Linked DNA regions of Hordeum vulgare: all the other regions are linked to region 1. The links are chromatin contacts, called in public Hi-C maps. All regions are on one chromosome and are shown on one strand. Each heading gives the region's core, a stretch centred on a gene start, on an enhancer-like site or on the middle of the called end of the contact. The rest is flanking DNA. Distances are from core to core; before and after follow the strand shown.

Region 1 (2,920 bases), core at 274-2,773:
CGTATGCGCCACCTGAACCCTCATCATACTTCCCTCTTCTGTCGAGTCCCACACCTCTCTCTTTTCCTGATAACCCCTATACGTCTTTGCGATGTACTACAACCATTCTAAAGATGAGAAAGAAAAGTGTAAGGCCAATGCCAAACGGGAAAGGTCTACCTCTATGTTTAGTAGAATGACTAGGTGTGCCCTAGCAGAATGTTTGGTATTATGAACTGAAGAATGTATTATTATGCCCTTATGTTGTTGAATATGTCCTTGAAATATGCATGAACGTTTATGTATGTGTTATGTTCTATGTTGTTTGTGTGGTGAATGTATTATTTACGTGCATGAGCGTGTAAGAATCTAAGGACGGGCAAATGAATAAGATGAAGAATATCGTTGCACCGACGGACATATGAGGATCGACCGTGGACATGTTCAAATATATCCACTGACATATGAATGACTAAATTAATTCAATCCAATTAGTGATGCTCTAACAATTTAAAGGAGATGCACTGCCGAACTTGTTAACAGCCACCACCATTCCCGCAAAAAAAAAGCCACCACCACATGGCATACACTACATTATCATATGATGTTACTTTCATAAGCACATTAACATCACCTTTTTGTTCTCTTTGCTCGTTGAAGCTTCCGATCCACGGCGTAATCCGGGGCCCGGGGTAGCACAGTCCACAGTACCACGTCACTAAGTACTACCTTTTTGTAACACACGTCACTACGTCACTAGTAACAACTTACACCGGCCGATCGATGGGATAACACGTCAGTACGTTCGGAAGAAGCTTAACAAGTGAAACGACAAGCTTGTACGTATATCATGCATATATCAGCAAGCTGGCCGCCGGCGAGAGGTCGATCATATATCATGCGATGCTGACGGCGGCAGCACGGCCGGACGCAACACCCGTACGTGGACGTAACAGCGCATGGGCGCGTACAGGTGTCGGCACGGGCCTCCGGCCTCACCGCTGAGTCATCACCGGCCGGCCTGCGGCGGCGGGGGGTCGTTTCATGTGCCCGCACGCGTCGACAGCGGAGTGGCTCAACGAGGCGCCCATGCTTCCTTTTTCGGCGCTGGACGATGCCAAATTGTCTCCACCCTGGGGTACGGAGACGCCTGGTCCATCCGGAGCCTCAGCGATTTCGGGAGTAGTACGTGTAAATGAAGCGCGAGTTGCTCCCTCCTTTCGCTCCGTCGGTCGTGTCTTTCGCCAAGTTTCGGAGAGAACATCGTCGTAAAGGTCGTGTTTTCCTGCGGCAGTCTTATACTCTTATGGTCGAAATTAATGCGCGGATCCGTGGCGGGTTTGCCGCGCGTACGAATGCTCTCCTGTGCAAGGTTCACGCTGATCGGTGGGAAACTTGATTTGGTTGAAGCTTTTGTCATCGATGAGTTAGTGGCCATGGTGATGGCGCCATGCGATCAGTAATTAAGGGTTGTCTTAATGATGCTATATTCCAAGCTTTTGTGGACAAGGCTTCCGGATGCCCGGTACTACTACTCACATGAGTAGGTGGCGCATATCGGACCCGCAGTGTGCAGTCTCGGACTAGTGGTCCGTACCTCGTCCAATGCACACAAAGGTTGACACCGCGCCTACTTTGAACTTAGGTTGCAACGGGAGGAGAATGTCGATGATGATCCCGGTGCATATGTGTGTGCAGTTAGGCCAAGCGTCACTTTCCGACCTTGACGCGTGTTTTCTGTTGGCCTCTCGTAGTGAGACTTACGACAGCAGAGTGTCTGCTTCAGCCTTTCGGGAAGGTTTTCGGGTACTGCTGGAATTGTACAAGCAGAGCGACCTTGCTCGGAGAGCCGGTATATATGGACCTCTCCTTCCCACGTTCGAAGCGCGGGAAATATTCGCTCTTGTAGAGTTGAACTGTTTTCTGTTCTTTCTTGTGTACTTCATCCGTTTCTAGATATATTTTTTTTTAAAAATTCACTATAAACCATATATAGATGTATATAAACATATTTTAGACTGTAGATTCACTTATTTTGCTTCGTATGTAGTTTTTATTAAAATCTCTAAAAAAACATATATTTAGTTACAAAGGGAGTAGTTTTTTTAAAAAAGAGGTTAAATCCCTGGCCTCAGCATTACATCCATCGTTATTAATTATTCGATAAAGATCTAACAAGAACATACAAAGCCATTCAAAGCCATCACTTACACCTACAATTTTGATAATGTGAGGTGTTCTTATTCTTCATATCTAAAATCAATGTCGTCGTCGATCCATCTATATAACGTATCGACTCTAACAACAGGTGCAACAGACCTAAAACGTATACCACATGAATACATTTTAAAAGTCGCCATCATCATCTAGCCACTGTCCCATCTTCACGCGAGAGATACGCATCATCCTTGCTATCTGACCATCCGTCGACGCCACCACGACGCCTAACAACGCCATCGTCCTGCGCTCGTCCATCCCGGCACGAAGACTCTGGAAAAATATGTCGTGCGTAACACCTGCCGAACATGCATGACACATCAGAGCACGTGTCGGTCAGGCATGACTTGACATCTTCACCGAAACTCCGTTCAAGATGAAGCCGCTCAACCTCCCACCTCTATCTTCCAATGCTGCTCCACAAGCGATGCTCTTAAGAGAGCAACGACGCCGTAGTGTTGTCATCATTCGATATGGAATACCAGATCTTAGGGTTTATCAAGAACAACACGAGCAGGTCGACATTAGTTACATGATGATGCCTTCATCAAGGTAACAACGCAGAACGCCGCCATCGCCTATCGTCAGCTCGCTTTTCACCGATACCTATGTTTTCCCAACTCGTAGCCGAGACTAGATGACCGATCTCAAGATCCGACTATCCAGCCTCAGGCCGACCACCTACGACGGAGGAGGTGACCACCATCGATGGCTGCACCGGCCA
Region 2 (2,920 bases), core at 135-2,634, 160 kb before region 1:
TTGATATGTACTCAAAATGCGGCTCCCTGGCAAGCGCCCAAATGCTTTTCGATAAGGTTGTCTCGAGAGACTTGATTTCATGGAATGTGATGATTGCGTGCTACGGTGCTCATGGACGAGGCCGCGATGCCCTCTCTTTGTTCCAAGAAATGAAGAAAAACGAAGTGAGACCTGATCACGCCACATTTGCTTCTCTTTTGTCGGCTCTCAGCCACTCCGGTCTCGTAGAAGAAGGGAAATTCTGGTTCAATTGCATGGTTAATGAGTATGGAATTGAACCTGCCGAGAAACACCTGGTGTGTATAGTGGATCTCTTAGCTCGTTCTGGTCTTGTTGAAGAGGCCAATGGCCTGGTGGCATCATTGCACAGCAAACCAACCATCTCAATTCTGGTCGCTCTACTTTCAGGCTGCCTGAACAACAAGAAGCTGGAACTTGGAGAGAACACAGCAGAGAAGATCCTTGAACTACAACCTGGGGATGTTGGCGTCCTTGCCCTGGTCTCAAATCTCTATGCCGCCGCCAAGAACTGGGGCAAGGTCAGGGAAGTGCGCAAGCTAATGAAGGACCACGGCAGCAAGAAGGCGCCCGGGTGTAGCTCGATAGAGATACGCGGAGCACTGCACACGTTCGTCATGGAAGATCAGAGCCATCCTCAGCATAGACAGATCCTACAGATGGTCACGAAGCTCGACTCCGAGATGAGGAAGATGGGCTACATCCCAAAGACGGAGTTCGTGTACCATGACCTCGAGGAAGGCGTCAAGGAGCAGCTTCTGAGCCGCCACAGCGAGAGGCTGGCGATCGCCTTTGGGCTTCTGAACACCAGCCCAGGGACGAGGCTCGTGGTCATAAAGAACCTCAGGGTCTGCGGCGACTGCCACGACGCCATCAAGTACATGTCGAAGATCGCCGACAGGGAGATCGTGGTGCGAGACGCCAAACGCTTCCACCATTTCAAGGACGGAGCCTGCTCCTGCGGCGATTATTGGTGAAGGGTGTCTCGCGACACAACCTGTCCGTTGCCCATCAGCTCCGTCTTTGCTTGGTCTCAAATCTTTATGCCGCTACCATGAACTGGGACAAGGTCGTGCGGAAGCTAATGAAGCCCGGGTGTAGCTCGAATGCTCGATAGAGATACGCGGAGTTGACTGACTGACGTGGATCAGCATATAATAGGTGAGTGCCAGTTCCAGTTGTCCTCCTGTGCAACTGCAACACAGTGATTTGATTTTGACCAGATTTCATATATGAAACCGGGATAGCTACCTTTCAGAAAATTTGAAGGAAGGCTCTAGATCTTTCATGCTTCTCAAGCAACCTGATCGGATTTGACACCGTAGGGAGGATAAGCAGAATAATAACTGTGCAAACGTCTCTCATCAGTCATTGTCTGCTGAAATAAGTGGCACCCGAGTGCAGCTCCACAAGTCCACATATGCACTGCGTCTGCGTCGTCACCCCTGTTGAAATTGTGGCGAGAGTTGTAGGCGACCGTACCTCTGAATACATGACGCAGCGGTGGGTCGTCGAGGTTTACGGCGCCACGACTCTACCGCCACCACCAACACCAGTCCCGATCGCGACGTCAGCACCGCCCGTGCTCGGCGCGCCATCCCGAGCCTTCTCCGCACCGTCGTCAGTCCACGCACCGGCCTCGCGATCGTTTCGGTGTGCCTCGTAGCGGTAGTGCCCCGTCGGCGAGCGTGGCCGTCGCCGTCGGAGTGGCCGCGGGCGTCTCCTGCCGCGGGGCGGGGGAAGGCGACCCGAAGCGTGGCAAAGTTTTGCTTTGCCTTGCGTTGCTTTTCTCCGGGGGTTCGTCTTGTGGACTCATCGTGATCGCTACGAATCTTGACGTGGGAAGAGGGTCCAGATAACGCTGGCTGGACTGTCGTGGCGTTCGTTGGAGCTGCTAGTTGGTGAGGAAGAGGAACGCTTGCTTGTGAAGGAGTAGGAGTGGCGGGTCGGATGGACCTCACCTGCCCCATGTGGGAGCATGGCCATGCCGCTCGCTGCTCGAGGCTGCTAGGCTATAGCTATAGCGATTCAACTACTAGCAATTGGGCATCCGCTGCTCATGATTGGGATCGTTTTTCCGCTTGATCGTGCAGCTCTGGTTTGGCCCCGTCGTTGACTTGCCGATGAGTGCAAACTCGCCGGCTTTCGCACGACGCGGAATTTCGCGTCCGACTACAGCGCAACTCCTTTCTTCAGAAGATTCGCCGGTTTCATTTCATTGCAGAATGAAACCACATCATTCGAAAATAAACATTAATATCCCCCAAAAATGAAATTAGAAAAAAATCTTAATCTCTAATTATCTTGGCGCGTCCACGTGGGCCTTTTGAGATTTCCAGCTGGTCGACAATACCCGCGGGAAATTGCCACGGGAGCTTCGCTACGACGCATACCCGCCCGCCATTAACAATCGCAACCTGCCAATACCACCACCCTCCCCTTTCGCTTCTCTCGCGTCTCGCCACAACTTTAATTCAGCGGAAAAGGCCCCTTCCAACCACCGGCGCTGGACGAACGTGGGCGATGCTCCGGCCATCGCCGTATTCCTCGAGGCGTCTCCTCCAGAGCGGCGACCCCGGCCGCATCCCGGGAATCCCCCCGGCCGATCCGCCCGCCGGCGTCAGCTCAGATGTCGTCGTCATCCTCGCCGCCCTGCTCTGCGCGCTCATCTGCGTAGTCGGCCTCGCCGCCGTCGCGCGGTGCGCGCGCTCCCGCCGCAACGCCAACGCCAACGCCCACCCCTCCTCGCCGTCCGGTAGCCCGGCCCACGCCCTGGCGGCCTTCGGCGGGGCCGGCGGCGGGCATAACCACGGCGCTACGACTACTACGACGACAGGAGCGTCCGGGGGCAGCGTGACGACCACCATCAAGGGGCTCAAGAAGAAGGCGCTCAAGGCGCTGC
Region 3 (2,920 bases), core at 251-2,750, 150 kb after region 1:
CGGGAAGGGCCCCCGCCGATTAGTCATATTCAAATTAAATGTTAGAGCATGGGTCCCTATTGAAAATCCTTACGAGCATTATATAGCTCGCTTTCAGCGATGCCGAGGAAAGCCTCCTCTAAAGGGAGGTGCGAGATGAGCCGCCCCGACGTTTGGGAGGCCACATTTTTATTAATTTTTGTTTATACATTCAAACATTTTAAGTAAATATATTACAAAAGTAATTTACATAAATAAATGGAAAAAATGTTAACCAAGCATTTGAAAAAGGTTAAATGTGTATAGAGAAAAAGTTTCACATTTATACAAATTTTATATACAAAGTGGAAGAAAAAAAGTTGATTATTATTTAAAAAATGATAATCAAGTATTTAAAAGACGGTAGTACTATACATGAAAATGTTAATCAAGCATTTGATTTTTTAAATGTGTACAAAAATGTTGACCATGTATCAAAATAAATTTAAATTAGAAATGAAAAATGTTAACGAAGCATTTGAAAGTGTATATAAAAATACTGAACAATGTAATAATAATTTTTAAATCTTGTATTTGAATTATTCTAATAAATTTATAAAAATTTAAGTTTTTTTACCATGTTTTAGTAGTATTAAATATGTATAATAAAATTGTATTAGTTATATAACTAAAATGTAGAATGTGTAGAAAAAACAGACTTAAAAAAAGATAAAATAATGTTGATCATTAATATTAAAATATTCTATGTGTATATAAAATATGTTTCTGATGCTTATGAATAGTGATGATGGGTACAGAAAAAAATTTAAAATGTTCTGAACAGAAAAAAAAAGCTGATAAGAATCGACAAAAAGAAATAAATAAAAATAAAAAGAAGAGAAATCAAAGAAAACCAAAGTATAACAAGAAAGAATGAAAAATGGAAGAAAACTAGTAAAACACAAAAGCAAAGTCTTTCGCAAAAAAAAACACAAGAGCAAACTAAATTTACAAAATAAAATCAGAAAAACCATCGACAAAAGGAACCAAAGTAAAAAAAAACATAAAACAAAACGGAAAAGGAGCAACAAAATCAGACCTGTGCAACCATTGTACTGGAAGAATGATAATCCGACCGAGCGAGGAAACACGTTAATGTTTTTCGCAAAACAAAAGAGAGAAAATACGTTAATGTGCCGGCCCATACCTGCTAGCCGACCCGTGCGTTCTGGTCGCGGCCTTCTCTTCCGTGTATCAGCTGGCCCTTGGGGTAGTTTCTCAAAAGAAAAACACACAAAAAAGCTGGACCTTGGGTGACTGCAGCTCCACAATCATCCCCTGCCACGTCACCGATCCGCACCTCCTCCGTTCCTAATCCAACGCTTCGCAACCACCATCCGCACACGGATCGATCTCCTCCCGCCGTTTCTCCCAGCCACGTCACCGATCCTCGCCTAGCCCTCTCCACGAATCAGACGTTCGTAACCCAGCATCCCACGGATCCGTCCCCAAGCCTCTCTCCGGTATAAAGACCCCCCACCGCTCAACACCCACCGCATCACACATCAATTCCCCAATCCCCTCCAATCTCACCCTCGGAGCAGCAGAGCCATCCAGCGAGCGTCGCCAGCCATGTCGGGCCGCGGCAAGGGAGGCAAGGGCCTGGGAAAGGGCGGCGCGAAGCGGCACAGGAAGGTGCTGCGAGACAACATCCAGGGGATCACGAAGCCGGCGATCCGGCGGCTGGCTCGGCGGGGCGGCGTGAAGCGCATCTCCGGGCTCATCTACGAGGAGACCCGCGGCGTGCTCAAGATCTTCCTCGAGAACGTCATCCGCGACGCCGTCACCTACACGGAGCACGCCCGCCGCAAGACCGTCACCGCCATGGACGTCGTCTACGCGCTCAAGCGCCAGGGCCGCACCCTCTACGGCTTCGGAGGCTAAGCCCTCGCGTGGTGCAGGTGCTTCGGGTGTAGTTGTGGTCAGGCGGGTCGTCGTTCTCTGGTGTGCTGGTCATGTGTGTGCAGCTGCGTGCTGGTGCTTGTAACGAGTTCCAGATTCTATAATATGGATATTCATCTTGCATTCGATTTGAATCGTAGTAGTATATATATTCTGGACTCCATAAACGTAGATTAGAATCCCCTTCTTCTAATATCATTATCTCGTCTTCCGGCTAATGGCAATACAGTATTGGGTTTGTTTGGTGAATCCAGAGTTCAAAACAGTCGATGGATCGCTGTTGATAGTATCGCCAGCTGAATGCTGAACTCTATGGGAGTAGTTTAAAAAAAAAACTTGTTCGGTTTTCTTTTTCGACTGAAGCAGATTGCTTCAGTTGGCTTGTATCAACGAGAGGTTCGATAGTTTGTCTCCGCAGCTGTCGGCAGCATCGACATCAGCCGGACGAGCATGCTGGACGAGCTCAAGAAGACCCTGGACCTGAGGGGAATTCAGGTGAAAAGAGAGAAGCAAAAATTGTCATCTTTTTAAAGAAAATATGTGCGTGCTTTGTCATGAACCATGGTTGACTTCTCCTTGGTTTTGGATCGTGTTGGCTGTCGCCAGGCCGCCTGCCTGCGGCCCAAGGCGCGGCACACGTTGTGGGTCTACAAGCGCTCCCCGCTAAGGCCCAGGAATCCAAAGCTCACGTGGAGCAGATCATTGAAGGTTGTCAAGAATCGGCGGAGTCCCCCTTGAGGTCGTTTTTATCTGAGGCCTGCGTCAAGAAGCCGCCTCCTGACGTCCACATATGAGCGACATGAACCATGCAGGACGATGTTAAAGTCGGTGCCGACAGACACATACACAAACCGAGCCAGCCTGCAGGTTCCAAAAGCAACCCCCAAAGATTTTCTATTCGGTGCAAGGGGTCCAAGGCTAGGGGCTCGGTAGGACGAAGGTCACCCCGATCCCACCAGTGCGTCATGGCGAAGAGCTTTAGGAGACGAAGATCACCTTT

What was found. Hi-C and Micro-C count contacts between places; a contact is called where the count stands out from the background.
Region 2: a contact with region 1 is called in a Hi-C map of seedling, with 2.8 times the contacts expected there. The contact joins the promoter of LOC123437427 here to the enhancer-like site in region 1. A contact is called at or near these places in 2 of 6 Hi-C or Micro-C datasets (leaf and seedling).
Region 3: a contact with region 1 is called in a Hi-C map of seedling, with 2.2 times the contacts expected there. The contact joins the promoter of LOC123437379 here to the enhancer-like site in region 1. A contact is called at or near these places in 1 of 6 Hi-C or Micro-C datasets (seedling) and 1 of 1 datasets of contacts at active chromatin or transcription factors (embryo).

What each region holds. Positions count from the first base shown.
Region 1 is chr1H:364,775,239-364,778,158 of MorexV3_pseudomolecules_assembly, reverse strand. No RefSeq gene overlaps it. Among protein-coding and RNA genes, the nearest start is that of LOC123437395, 17 kb to the left of the region's middle. Within about 2 kb of position 1,523, at least 3 of the 3 cell types and tissues checked have open chromatin away from gene starts, as enhancers often do. A contact at or near this core is called in leaf and seedling, where this site is marked.
Region 2 is chr1H:364,937,290-364,940,209 of MorexV3_pseudomolecules_assembly, reverse strand. It overlaps LOC123437427 (probable E3 ubiquitin-protein ligase ATL44), which reads left to right and starts at 1,384. Exons shown (of 1, transcript XM_045115709.1): 1 at 1,384-2,920. The coding sequence starts at 2,542. LOC123437411 (putative pentatricopeptide repeat-containing protein At3g25060, mitochondrial) reads left to right here. Exons shown (of 1, transcript XM_045115708.1): 1 at 1-1,280. The coding sequence ends at 995.
Region 3 is chr1H:364,620,921-364,623,840 of MorexV3_pseudomolecules_assembly, reverse strand. It overlaps LOC123437379 (histone H4), which reads left to right and starts at 1,500. Exons shown (of 1, transcript XM_045115705.1): 1 at 1,500-2,043. The coding sequence starts at 1,591. The coding sequence ends at 1,902.